Linked DNA regions of Zea mays: region 1 is linked to region 2. The links are chromatin contacts, called in public Hi-C maps. All regions are on one chromosome and are shown on one strand. The core of a region is the stretch at or near the end of the contact, and the rest is flanking DNA. Distances in the headings are between cores, read along the strand shown.

Region 1 (6,783 bases), core at 154-2,653, 170 kb after region 2:
GTCGATGGGCTACATCTACATGTGTGCGAGCATTGTACCCTTTGGCCTTGTTCCACTTGCAATTCCAATTCCAATGGTTGTTCCATATCCCATACTAGTTCATAAGTCATAACATGACAACAGAATGCTCTTCTTTTATCTATTCCGCAGAGATGGGTACAATCTTATTTAACTGTTTCATTTGAAAGAACGTGTTATTATTCATGTGGCCACACGACACCCTGGGTTCCTTTCACTTGCCGATGATGGCGAGCAGCGCTTCCTTGTAGTGGCCATGGGTGTTCTTGGCCACGGCGTCGGCGAGCTTTGTCCCGTACTGCCTGGTGTAGGCGTCCTTGATATCCTCCATGTCCGTGTCGGCGCGGGACACGAGGACGCGGGTGAGCGCCGCCTTGGCCTGCCTGTCCGCGTCGTCGCTGAACGCCCTGTGGATCACCTCGCTGAAGTACTTGGGCGGCGAGTCCAAGCACCTGACGGCCTCTCGCAGGCACGGCTCGGCGGGCAGTTCCTGATCGGTCGTAGAGCCAATAACAAAGGAATCAGAGCGTGGAGGAGTTTGGATTTACCACTACTACTGCCTATTATTATGTATCCGGAACTGTCATGTTTGTTTCTGACAACCTCTTCAAGCGGCTTGCCGTGCAGCTCCATGTAGACCCTGAAGGTGGCCCCGAGCTGGGGCTTGCTTCTGGTAACCAGCACCCGCACCACCTGCTCGTTCTGCACTAGCTTGGTCGCCGCCGCCGGCGCGGCCCTAACAGCGGCGGCCAGCGCCTTGGCTTCCTCAGTGGCGAGGTCCTCGTTCACGCGCGCGCCCTCGTACCGGTACGCGCTTACCAGCCCCAACAGCAGCTGCAATACGTATACGTACGTACGTGTTTAGTCTCGCTCTAGCACGGCCAGGTGCCAGCCCTCACAGTCACAGCCCAGAACCAGAAAGAAGACAGACGGAGAAGGAGAGAAGCAGCGCGTACACTGGCGTTGGCGTCCCTGACGCGGTACGCGACGTCCTCCTCGAGCGAGCGGTGGTAGAGCGCCTGGTACGCGCGGCGGGCGCCGAGCAGGTCGTCGGCGGTGCGCGTGCAGGCGACCTCGACGAGGATGTGCGGCGGGTGCGCCTTGTGCAGCACGTGGTGCGCCCAGCGCGCGTCGCGCTCCCACGGGTGCATCGCCCACAGCACCGCCGCGTCCTTGAAGCGCGCGAACTCCGCCTTGAGGTGCAGCAGGTACTCGTCCTCGCACCGCTCGATCCCGGCGCCGGCGCTCGACGAGAAGAAGCCCGGGAAGCCGCGCCGGAACTGCGCCCGCTTCTCCGGCTCCCGCCGCCACCGCCCCAGCGCGGACACCAGCGCCGTCTCGTCCACGCCCAGCCCGCCCAGACCTTCATCCATCCAATAATCCATTGTAGTGTGGTGTGGATCGAGCGTGTCTTCATTTCCCAACGTCGTGCCAGAGGAAAGGAACCCATCCGCGCATGGCCAACGTATACACAAGTGTAACTAATGATAACAATGTACCGTACCCGCGAAGGCCCTGGTGAGGTCTTGGTGCTCGTCGGCCATGGGCGGCGGCGCCTCCTTCTCCTTGTTCTGCGGGTCCCTTTCCTTCCTAGGCGCCTGCTGCCTGAGACGCGGCTGCGGCGACGCCGGCGGTGACGTCGCCGCGCTGCTGCTGCTGCCGCCGGTTTGTGCGAGGAACTGCTGCATTGCCTTCGCGCCACGAGTCTCACGACTAGTCCAGTCCTGGTGCGGGTCAAGGTCAAATGCTTGCTTATTTATAGAGTAATAGTGCCTACTACTACTAGCATTCTCTCTATATCCTTCGTGCAGACAGGTTTATTCAGTTTTTTCTAAAATAACCGGACGCATGCATGTTAGGGAATCAATTCAGATTATGAAACAGCCTGAATAAATTAATGCAGGTCTATGGCGTTTATTTGGGAGCGTTTGGTAGCGCTCCGAGAAGGCGAGAACCAGCAGCGCGCCTCTTCGACCACTAGCGTCACGTGCCCCGCTCTCTGCAGCAGGAAAAGACCGATAAAGCTTCATCGATCAGCACCATTCGCCCGAGGCCGGTATGTTCAGAATTAAGGTGTTCGCTGCAGCATTAAGGTGTAGCTGCAGTTTAATTACTAGTACAAAAGTACCGTACATTGAAATTAAAATGTCACAGACCACACTGCAGTAAAAAAACGTTTCTACACGAGAGAGATAGAGGACTTAATCGTATGCTGAGTTTAAGGGAAAAAGTGAACTCCATTGTTTTTTCACGCTAAGCAGACCACAATTGCTGCTTGGTACGAAAAGAAAACCGAACCCTTTCACCCACGCACAACTCCATCTCCATTAGCATGGACAGAACACCGTAGATTGAACGCGGGAGGCAACAGGCTAAATCGTCCGTTCAGCCAAAACGGAATCATGGGCTGTTTTTCCAGAAGGCTCCGTGTCGTGTGGTTGTGGTCCAAAAACGAAAAAGAAAGAAAAAAGAAAACCCTTCCCAAGACGTGAAGAAAAGCAATGCGATGCTGATGCACGTTACTACTCTACTACCAGGCACACCGCACACCCAATACGGAAAGACCACCGCAAACGCCACCACGCCCACGCCTCGCCGCGCACCACATCTGAAACCTCCAGCCCGACGCCGGCGCCGGCGCCGCTGCTCGCCTGCTCGTCACATTTCCTGGTGCCCGCCAAGCCCCGCGACCTGGGCTCCCCAGCTCCATCCATCAACCGCCTGCAGCCGCGGAAATGGCAGCGCCGACGACGCTGCGCTCGGCGGCGGCGCGGGCGCGCGCGCGCGCAGCGGAGCTCGTGAGAGGGCGGTGGCCGCAGCGGCGTCTGGGGACGACGTCCGCGGCGGAGACGGAGAGCAAAAAGAATAAGGAGGAGGAGGAGGAGGGGGCCGGGTGGGAGCTCTCGGCGGCGCGGGAGTACTACGACTACCGCAAGTCTATCTACGGCGACGTCACGCACCGCGCCCTCCTCGTCGACGCCGTCGGCACCCTCGTCGTCCCCGCCCAGCCCACCGCGCAGGTCAGCCCCGTTACCTGTAGGAGAACATCCAATTCCCCTCACCCAGTCCTGCTGCGCGCCTGCCCGCGTTAGCGACCTTTACCTCCGGGCGTAGTGTCATACTGCGATGTGGAGTCCTGGGTGGTGGTCACTGGGCTGTCCTTTGGTAGCATAGCACGATGGGTTCTCCTGTCATCATCGCAGCTTGGATTGGATTGTTGGGCCTGAACTTTACACTGCCTTCATGTGGGTTCTGTGGTTTATGACACAGATTTGTCTGTAAAAGTTTCTATTCTGAATGATTAACTGTGCGCTCCCTCTGTTTAGGTGTATAAGAGCATTGGTGAGAAGTATGGAGTGAAGTACTCGGAAGACGAGATCCTGATGAGATACCGGCGGGCATACGAGCAACCATGGGGTGGATCACGTCTCAGGTATAAACATGCCACTTACTGCCAATTTATCAAATCTGGTCTGGTACCTGTATATCTGTTTATTTATGGTAATCCCTTTGATTTTGTGGTGCCATTCTTCTCCGTTTCCTGCCTGCATGTTATTTTTGACTAAACACAGCGAGTCTTTGGTGATCTAATGCAGACTTTTTAGCTGATAGGTCAATTTGCTTACAATAGAGATTTCTCTTCTTCCTGTTCCATTGATCTGGCCTTGTCCAAATTTCTAAGTTGTCAACTCCATCCATCTGATTGGTTGGGCGCACCATTTTGACTAGACACAATGAGTCTTTAGTGCATTGACTTTATCTAAACGTTTGTTTGGTTGCTTGTACATTGAAAGCGTGGGTTGCACTCGCACGATTGGATGCAAAACAAATCAATTTGAGGCCCTTTGGCTACATCCACTCATACGCCAAAAAGCCTGTTTCCCGTTGGCCAGGATCGCGCAAGCGTGGCCGCCCACTCCCACCCAACCAATCAGGCGGCATATGAATCTGCATGCAAATTTTGGTGTACGGTGCCATATATATGCACAGAATGACATTTAGCACGTGCTCAATATGTACAGGGATTACGGATGTCACACCCAGATTTAAGGGGCAAACCCGGGTGCGTCTCATATGTGCGCCAAATAAGAACAACACATACAATGACAAGTGTATAGAGATAAATGTCACAAGCTTTATTACATAACGAGAATGTCTTACAAAATAACTGATGATAAATAAAACAAACTAATCTTATTTCCTTGACGCCATCAAGTCGACTGGGAGACGACACCTAGACCTCGTCGAACTTCTCGTAGTAGTCTTCTTCCTGGACCACATTTTCTTCACCTATGGGGGGTTTTATCGCAAGAGTGAGCTCATAAAAGTTCATCGCTCAACAAGTGTGGGGAATAATGTGCGTGAGCTCACTTACGGTGGGGACTCATGTATAGTGTCAGGCTGATCAACAAATAATGATTATAGCTGAGCATTGCTTTTAATAAGTTAGTCAAATTTTATTAGCAGTTACTAAGTATAAGTAAATATCAACCCAATAAATATGAGATCAAAATTAATAATAGAACCACAATGCGATGCAAATGACAAATTAAGTTTAATTTCATAAGTTACTCATGTGAGGGTCCGAGCCGCTAATGACCGTGAGCACGGCTGATATACCAGTTTTACACTGTGCATCTTTAACCACAAGTCGTGTTACCCATTTACCAAGGGATCGCGATTTCCCATTCATCTCTGCCGAGGAGACGAGACAGGGTTCTACGAGGTCTTTACAAAGTTTCAATAGCTTCAGAAAACCCGCTATGGTTTCTGAGGAGAGCGATATAGGAATCCCCCGTCTGAAAAGCCATCGCAACGTGATCAACCCGAGAACCTCCCTATACCGACAACTCCCCTACCTCCCTTGTCCTTTTCAGGTAGGGTAGTCCTCCACTAGCTTTCCTAATTAGTCAGCCAAGAGCGTCCCATACCACCCTTGTGGTAGCACTGTTTTCCCGGGTGGTCGCTCCATGTTCCAATTAAAATAATGATCTTATCATGAACAATAAATAACTCATTGACAATAAATAGCATGATCATGATTAATGTGTATCTTAACACCCAAAACCACATAGAGCAATAGCATATACTATGCAAAAGTTCAGTGGTAAACAAGGTATAAAGAAGACCAAACTAGGGTGACCTATTTGGTCCCATCAAAATTAACCTATGCAGATCATAATGATTAACAAGAATCTTATTGGGTAATGAAGAGTGATTAAGGGCACAACTTGCCTTCAGCGAGCTCCTGCTCAGAGTTCTTCACCTGCTGAGTACCGGGTTTCTCGGTTGCTTGCTCGCCTACTCGTAACAATACAAACAAACATTGCATAGGAGAAATTAACATCACACCAAACATGAGAACAAAACGCAGTATAAGATTCTACGCGTCGAGACGAGATCGTAGGTTCAAGAACCACGGAAATCGGAGTTATGATTAAGAAGATATGTCCTTCCAAAATTCTTAGGTGGTAAAAATATATTCTGTGATAATAAATCAGGTGGGAAAGGACATAACTAACTTTGTTTAACTTTAATCCAAGTCACTACTTGACTAGAAATCATTATTTGAGTGAAATCATATTAATGCACAGATTAACCTAGATTAAAGGAGTTAGTCTACTGAGTATAGATTAGACATTGTCTAATTATATACATATGTGCTCTGGTTTAGATTATGTTGTTACTGCGTAGTAAATATTTTTATGAAGCTAGCACAACTGGAACGGAGGAAAACAGAGTTGGAGCGAACTAGATACCGATTTTCTAAGTTTATTGGTTTCACTTTTATACTAATTTTCGACTTTTCAGAATTACCTTATATAAACTCATATCCTGGGGGACAGCGACTATATTACTCTAAATCCCAGGGTTCAATTTTAAAGAAAATGGACTAGTATGTAATGTTGATATAACAGTCATGGACTGCGGGTTGATTCAACAAGAGTTCAGGGGCTCTTTTATAAAGTCTGCCACGCGAAGAGATATCCTCAATATGAGCCGTCCGATCAACAGCCCATGGCTCGGATTTAAATTACATGCGACCCAATCATACCCGCGCGTGACAGGATCAACAGTTCAATTTTAAAACAGCCGAGGCTGTCCCAAGCCGTCTGATCCAGATCGGACACTCCCCACCCCACACCCGAAACGGTATTTCCTACTTCTAATCACGACCGCCCGTCGCCGGATCAACGACCCAGTCGGTTTCCCTTTTCTCCGGCCATAGCTACGGTGGCGCGTAGAGACTGCACGACGACGCCATGCCGGTGCGCTCGTCCACGCCCTCCAGCGACAATACCGACTGCCGGCTCCCGCAAAAACGTAGCTGGGGCAATGGTGTACATGAGGGCATACCTTTTCGGCGCTCGTTGCGTTGAAGGGGCTCGGCCCACGGCGATTCACGAGTTCGTGGCGGCGCCCGTGCGCCGACGAGCGATTCCTCCCGGTCGAGACCTCTGTTGTGCCTCGGTGAAACTTGAGAAGGATTCCCGCACCACGCGGAACTCGTCGGTGACCTACCGGCGACCGCATGAGCTCCCGGTGACGAACGTCGTCTCCGTCGGGTGGTGGCACCCACGATCCGCAATCTCCGGTCTACGCTGGGTAAATACGACGAGGATGGGTGGCGTGCGCAGGGGTCGCTCGGGTTTATATGGGGAAGCGGCGCACGGGTGATCGAATCACACGCGGATTCCGCGCGCCCGGCGAAGCGGGTTATGCTACGACGCGTGGTGGATTTTTGTAGCTTGAGGATGAGTCCAA
Region 2 (7,439 bases), core at 4,899-7,398:
TGGAGGAAGAGGGGCGAGCCCGCCGCTGCCTGGAGTGCAACGAAAACGGCTTGGTACGCTGCCCCAATTGCTGTTCTTGATAGCTTGTTTAAGTTGAGTGTATACGAGAACTTAAGGATTGCTTGATTAGAGGTAGTGGGAGAGGAAAAGAGCATTTCTTGTGTTCTTTGGCTGCTGTATATTGTGGACGCAGTTGGGAGGATAGGTATTGGGTATGCCATCAGTGTTTTGAAAGGATAGCGAATGGGTTCTTGGCCCTCAAGTTATCACATCTGGAGTACCATCGATGGTAAGGTGCCATCTCATAGTACTTCATGTACATGTGTGTGTCTGTGAATGTGTATTGATAGACCTTCATGTTGGAAAAGAAGGCCCAAAGCAAAGGGTTAGAGATTTAGAGGTTGTGCTACATAGTGGCAAGAAAAGGTGGAGCCTTCCTTGATTCTTTGGGCGTGCTATTAGCATTCTGAGAAGGGCAATATGGCTTCTGGCCCTATAGTTTGAGATTGTATAAAATATGTATATTATACATTGATAACCAGAGTGGGTTTGATGAATATGAATAAGGGATCCATATAAGTAATGGAGACTGTGTGCTACAAATGGTTCATTTCATATCTCCCCTTACTTAGCCTTTGGTTTTAAAGATGCTTGCTGGGCTCCTGGTAGCATCTACTGCTAGACGGTAAACATTTGTTGTGCTTCTGAAACATGTGTGGGCCTTTTGCACTTATCTTACTAACAACTGAGTTGGAACTTGGAACAAACCATCTTACATCTATGCATGATAATATATGATTGGCGAACTTGTAGTTCAGTACCTTGTGCAATTCTTTTCTGAGCAGTTGTTAATCCAAGCATATACCGATATACGAATGTAGTCATAACGTTTAATGTATGAAAAAAATTCTCCATGACAAAAAAAAAATGTTTTTTATAAAAAAAAACAGTACCCAAACTTGGAATATTCCTTACCGGATGCCTCTTGAAATTTTTGTTTCCAAATCGAAGTTTGGGCACTGTCTCCGACAGATTGTGCATATGACATTGTAAAATATTGTCTTTGACTGCGAAAAGTGATGTTTATATACTAGAGTTAAAAATAGAAGATGAGATAGCCTAACATTGTTTCTGCCCTCTCCCCCCCTCCCCCCAAGTGTCCCAGCTTTTATTGTTGGCGATTTTTTTCCCCTGGGTGAACAGTGCGGTGAATCTGGATGGAAAAAAAACTTTCAGAAAAATAATCTAGGTTCAAGTGCTCAGAAAAAAATCCATCATGAAAAAAATCTGCCATAATTAAAAACCTGGAACACTTGGAGGGACAAAAAAACATTTTTCACAATGGAACTTGAGACCATTACATGTATAAAGCCACGGTAGTGTCAATTTGAGAACAAAAATTTCAACGGGTGTTCAAAGAATGAAGATTTGAAGTTCAGATGCTAAATTAGAAAGAGCGAGTCTTTTAGCGTCAGATAAGGAATTTTCTTGCAATAATGTATTCCTCGCGAAAAGGAAGAACGTTCGAGTGCAAATGTTGGAACGAACTGGCAAACGTGGAACCGCGAACTCACAAATGTATTCCAGAGCAGGGACATTCTGATCTGGTAACCAAGCAAACACGAGTTCAGCACAGATGTGTTCCTCTCCTGCAGGCACAATCTGATGCCTACATTGAAAGAATAAATCAACAGAAAAAATAAGTCCCAGGCACAATCAGATATGGCTGGAGCTGGAGCACCTCATGCGTCTTCTCCTGGACGTCGGACTGTACCAACATCTCCTGCAGCTGCAGCACGGCAGGAATCGCCGCGGACTGCAGCACTTGCAGCTAGAGATGCCAATGGATACCTGAAATCTGAAACCCGATAGGTTTTTAATCTATTAAGGTACGGATTTAGATCAATTTTCATACCATTAGTTTGTTAATGGGCATAAATCTATATCTAACGGGTTTATGGATACGAGTTTATTTCTAAAGTACCCAAACCTGTGAACCCGTGGATTTTTTAAACCCGACCAAACCTATTGTACATTGTCATTTTATTTTATAAACGAACAACAAACTTGTTATTCCTTATTTACTTCCTAATTTTTATCAAATGGTGAATGTATAAGTAGTCGGTGAGAGTGTTGCTTGCTTGCTATTATAGTTTTTTCTAGCGCTATATATGTGGTGGATGAATAACTTAGTACAAGGTCACTTAATTATACAACTTATTATTTATATTTCATTCTCTCTACTAGTAATTTTTATACCGAATCATGAACTTGTTGTTCATCACATAAATTTTGGACCAAATCTCATTAATTATTACGATACTTATGATTATGAGAAGAACAAGTATATAGGAAATAAAACCCGCAGGTAACCTGTGGGTACCCGCTAACCCAATGGATACGGGTTTGAGCAAAATCTCAAATCCGTTATAAGTATTGGTTTTTTAATGGGCATAGATATTTTTCATATGTACGGGTTTGAGAGGGCAAAAATACAATGGGTTTATAGCCGTTGCCATCTCTACTCGCAGCACCGATATTGGCTACGTGCGGGAATAAAGATGCTTCCGCGCGGGAAGGGCATCCAAATTTTTTACTCGACAACACTAATAGCTCATCTCTTGAAGCTGCTCTAAAGACAGTTCAATAAAATAGGAAATCTCCACGAATTCTGCATCGGTAGCAACCTCCAACCTCTACATGATCTACACATCCAACAGCACCTACCTACCCTGCAGGAACCATGAAGACAATAGCAAGCGAGAAGAAGCTGAAAACACAGAACGAACCACAGAGTCGCCCATTCCTACGACTGGCAAAAGCTCTTTGCGATGCGATTCATGAGTTCAGGGCAGCAGCGGAGCGGGACAGACGTACTAGCTGACCCATCAAGCTCATTGTTCCTTCCAGATCCGCCCGGTGACACGCAGCTTGAGCTCCTTCCTGTCGCCACCCGAGAAGAACAGGGCCATGTTCCTCTGGATGATGAGCCCGTCGTAGCTGTCCCGGACCTTCCGGTGGCTGTCCCTGATGCTCCGCGGCACCCCCTGCCAGACCATCTTGCGCCCCGTGCCCCCTACCTCCAGGCTGTAGCTGTAGTTCTTCGCTTCCGCGTCGTCTCCCATGAACCTCAGGAAGGCGATGTAGACGGGTGACATGCCCAGCTGGAAGGCCTCGAAGTGTAGGCAGAAGTACTGGCCAAAGCAGCTGAATACCTGCACGAGACGATTATAGCAGATCATGGAAGTGATTTTGTAACAGCTGTGTTTCTTTATTGCGCTTCAAACAGTGAGAAAATGTAGCAAACCAAGAACCAATCTGAAATGACTCACGCCTTAAAACAGCATGGCCTTTCATCGAAAACAGATGAAGATGGATCTGTACATGCAGTGTGTTTGTATAAGAAAAAAAACAGTTGAACAAGCGAGAATCTCCCTGAGATGAATTGGCTAGTGAGAGTGTACGACCACCCCAGTCAACCAGTGTTTGATTTTATCAACCGGTGGGGAAAGAACTGCTCCCACAGCATTATAATTAAGAAGGGGCCATATGAGCCCAGTTGAGAAAACCCCTCAAACCCTGACACATGCCCATTTATAGGGCCAAACTGAACTTGTGCTGACCGTTACCAAGGCCAGTGCAGCTCACTGTTACCTAGGCCGGCAGCACACCACAGCCCCAAGCCAGGGAGCAAAGCATGGGGATCTTTTGCAATACCAGAGTTCCGAACCCCGGTCAGAGGGCATGACCACGACCAGCCCCACCACTAGCTATCGCTCAGTTTGTACCCAGGTTTCATTCTCAAATTCTACCTATAAAAAATGAGGGTGCACGTTTCTCCCTCTAGTCGTGTTTTAGGTGTGTATTATGATCAGCACCTAATCATTTCTCGTCCAACAAGTGTGTACCATGTTCAGCATCTTCATCGTATATATGTGACAAATATGTAGATGTCGATAAACAGTCACACTACATCAATATCTGACAAATGTGCAAAAGTTTCCAAGACAGGATAGAAAAATGAACTTCTACCTTTGAAGAAGCAAACAACAGTAAAATATACATGCAACAAATAGATAAAAGTCGGTAAACACACACTACAAATATATACAGAAGTTTCTACGCCATAGACTTTTATCTATGCAGAAACAAACTACAGTAAAAACAACAGAAATTTAAATCAACGTATTGGTGTCAGTGTGAAGTACCGTAAGCATCCATGTGGCATTCTCAACTTCATGAGGGTTTGGCTTTACATAGCGATGATTGAAGGTACAGCCATTGTGCATGTCAACTTTGTGGTCATCTTTCAAGTGATTCACCAAATATGGGATGTCACCAGCAACTGTGCATTCAGATCCAGCATATGGACAACTATAAGGTCTATATTGGCACTGCGACTCATGCTTCAGCTTGCTGTAGTAAGGATAAATGCCTGGGCACCCAAAGCACTGGTACTTGCATGGAAGTTCAAGAGATGCAGCCACCTTCTCAAGAGCAAGACACCTTATGTTACCCAGTTCATGCCTACAAGTTGGACAACGGTTATGAACCCTTGGTTTGCATCCGGAACACAATGTATGACCATTAGAGCACTGCATAGACAAAAGATGGCATTACTATCATAAGAAATAAGATTTAAATAGTTGAATAAAAAGCAGAACATATTACTATTCTGCACTGCACCATAGCTAACCAAAAAAAGGGAAGAGAGAGTAAAAGTTAAGGTTTATAAACACTGAAGATTAAAAGGTCTAAGGAAATTGAAACGGGTCAGAATTAAATGGTGGATTGATGATAGTAGTACATGATATTGAAAGGAACTCTTAAACCAGTAAACCATAATTTTCATCCAATTCTACATTTAGACAGGTTATAGATATAAACACGTCATGGATCAGTATGAATGTGCACCTGATGAATAGGAGGATACATGGCACTCAAACAGACTGGACATTCCAGAAGTTCACGCACACTGCTAGACACCACAACATTCGGTTTTGGTGGGTTCTGAGTATGGTCACCAGGGAGTTCAGCAACATCCAGCACCTCAGTCTTCGGGGGATCAATAACCTCCGAACAGGAATCATCGATATAAGCAGTTGTGGCCATCATCAGGGTCTTGGAATTATATGGTCCTGCTATGAAAAAATGACGAATATTTTCATTTACACTATGTGAGATTTAATAAAGGGGATGGGAGAGATACGCTCTCGGTAAAGGCAGCAGTGTGTGCATCCTACTACTGGCACTGTAAACACAAATCCTTTCCTTGCCATGATACCATATCTTGCGTAAAAGTGCAATTTTACAGCTCCAGCACAGTCTAGCTATATGATTGGATACTGTTACGAGATTTTGAAATAGCTGAAGCACACATGGTCCCTAGGACCTCAGGTGATGCTTTCAAGTGGTTGACCTGACAGGTCTTCCTACTTGCAACAAATATCTCTCAAGTCTCATGGACTTGTTCAAAGTTTTCAGGTAGGCGTCTCATGGACTTGTTCAAAGCTTTCATGTAGGCTCATATCAAGCTTGCGTTAGCATGTCTTTCACAAGGAGAAAAATCTGTACATATTGGTTTCTGCACCAGTGTCCAGTAGTTCCCGTGCCTTTAGCGAATTGAACAAAATGTCAAGAACAAGAACCCTACATCTACATGGGTTAATCAAGCAAAGGTAACGAGATTCTTTTTTACCCACGAAAGAAGTGCATCGACGCGTCACGAAATCGCGTCAGATCGAGAAACTAACCACACACACACAAAAAAAACATGCTCAAACCCTGGCAACCAAGCAGAAAGCACGCGCTTAAACCCCTGCGCTAGCGCTATCGTCCGGTCGGCCGCATTTGAATCGATCGAGCAGAATCGCTTCGGCAACTCCTAGAACCTCTCCCCACCCTCCCTCCCTCCCGAAGAAACCCAAACTTTCACCCAGAAAAGAAAACCATGAAAAAAAAACTCCCCACGGAAAATGAAGCGGCGAAGACTTGAGCAGGGATCTACCTCGCGAAATGGGCAGGCTACGCACCGCTGATCCTGCCCGCCGCGGTCTGCAGCGCCGACGGCTGTGGTTGGTCTGGCGAGCAGCCGAGCAGGCAGGTGAGGAGGAGGCCGAGGCGAGAGAATTCGAACGGGCGAATGCCCCTCTCTCTCTCTCTGAGTCCGGGTGTCCCCCCTCTGCGGTTCTGGTCGTGCTTTGTTTTCTTGCTCGGGTTGTTTTGTCTCGTGAAAGTCGTGAAGCTTTTTCGTTCCGTGTGCCGTTTGTTTGGATCCTCCGGCCCACGGGACTTGCCCTTCCATTCATTCACTCATTAAAATATCTGTCTTGAACAACAAACAAAAGGATTGCATAAATAAAGGACGGTATGAATGGACAACAGAATGTACTAGATTTAATATTTAGTTGATTAAAAAATCCTAATAAAAATAGCTAGCTAACAAATCTTTATTCTATATCTATATTATACTTAAAGCACCAGTTTCAACGGTCGTTCCGCGTCATCTTTTTACAAATAACCACTCACAGTTATTTCAAATTAATCTGTTGCACGTCTATAGATGGCCAAACAACGGCCCGTCACGGACCAGACGCCCGCGGGCCACAACTCTGGTCCAAGCACATCATGTCGGCCTACTGACTGTGTCGAGCCAGCCCATCGGCTCATTTGATTAAATCAGTGTAAAATATTAAAAAACAGTGCAGGAGGTGGGGTTCGAACCTATTGCCCTGGGTGAAACTGTCTAAGCAGTAGAATATCACACTCAGATATTTTTAATATTGAATATAAATCGTATATATGTATATACATTTTTTTGTAAAATAAAAAAAATAATCGTGTCGGGCCGAACCAGTACTACTGGCTTAGGCTACAACCCAAGCACGGCACGACGTTCTTGGCTCTTGCAAGCATTAGGTCGTTTCTGAGACCACATTGACGCAATGGACTCCATGGTGTTTGAGGTTGCTGAATTGGATGGAGCAACAATGATTTGTCACACTAATAGTAAAATGAAAGATTAATTGTTGGTTTTAAACGTTAGTAATTGCTATGATGTAGCATAATTTATATGAAGCACATCCAGCTTTTATTGATGCCTGACTTTAGCAATCACTCCATATTTTAATCCATCTTTTTTATAAGTTTGAGTTCATGTGACTTATTTTAGAAACTTGAGCTCATAAACTTTCTCTTATTTGGTCTTTGTATGGTGGAATTTTGCCATTTTATAATCTCTGTTCGTCCAGTCAGTCGTTGTGAACTCTCTTCTAATCGCTCACTTCATTGGTCGTGTTGTACCATGATATATTGCATGGAGTAAACTATAACTAGGGATGAAAACGGTTTCAGAATTTTTCGGTATTCCAGAAATCGATTTCGAATTTTTTCGATCGGATTCATCGGTAACTGAAAGGGAATTAGGCTTACACCTATTT

What was found. Hi-C and Micro-C count contacts between places; a contact is called where the count stands out from the background.
Region 1: a contact with region 2 is called in a Hi-C map of tassel, with 2.9 times the contacts expected there. The contact joins the promoter of LOC101027188 here to the promoter of LOC100170243 in region 2. A contact is called at or near these places in 12 of 25 Hi-C or Micro-C datasets (ear, endosperm, leaf and 4 more) and 1 of 3 datasets of contacts at active chromatin or transcription factors (leaf).

The regions. Positions count from the first base shown.
Region 1 is chr1:61,754,365-61,761,147 of Zm-B73-REFERENCE-NAM-5.0, forward strand. LOC101027188 (annexin-like protein RJ4) reads right to left here and starts at 1,404. Exons shown (of 3, transcript NM_001279787.1): 1 at 975-1,404; 2 at 622-852; 3 at 105-508. The coding sequence starts at 1,403. The coding sequence ends at 398. LOC100283175 (rhythmically expressed protein) reads left to right here and starts at 2,478. Exons shown (of 6, transcript NM_001156077.3): 1 at 2,478-3,038; 2 at 3,345-3,451. The coding sequence starts at 2,754. It overlaps LOC100277863, which reads left to right. Exons shown (of 14, transcript NM_001151319.1): 14 at 1-118.
Region 2 is chr1:61,574,918-61,582,356 of Zm-B73-REFERENCE-NAM-5.0, forward strand. It overlaps LOC100170243, which reads right to left and starts at 6,149. Exons shown (of 4, transcript NM_001161349.1): 1 at 6,008-6,149; 2 at 4,915-5,141; 3 at 4,209-4,595; 4 at 2,506-3,215. The coding sequence starts at 5,115. The coding sequence ends at 2,895. It overlaps LOC100284357 (electron transporter), which reads left to right. Exons shown (of 1, transcript NM_001157252.2): 1 at 1-569. The coding sequence ends at 80.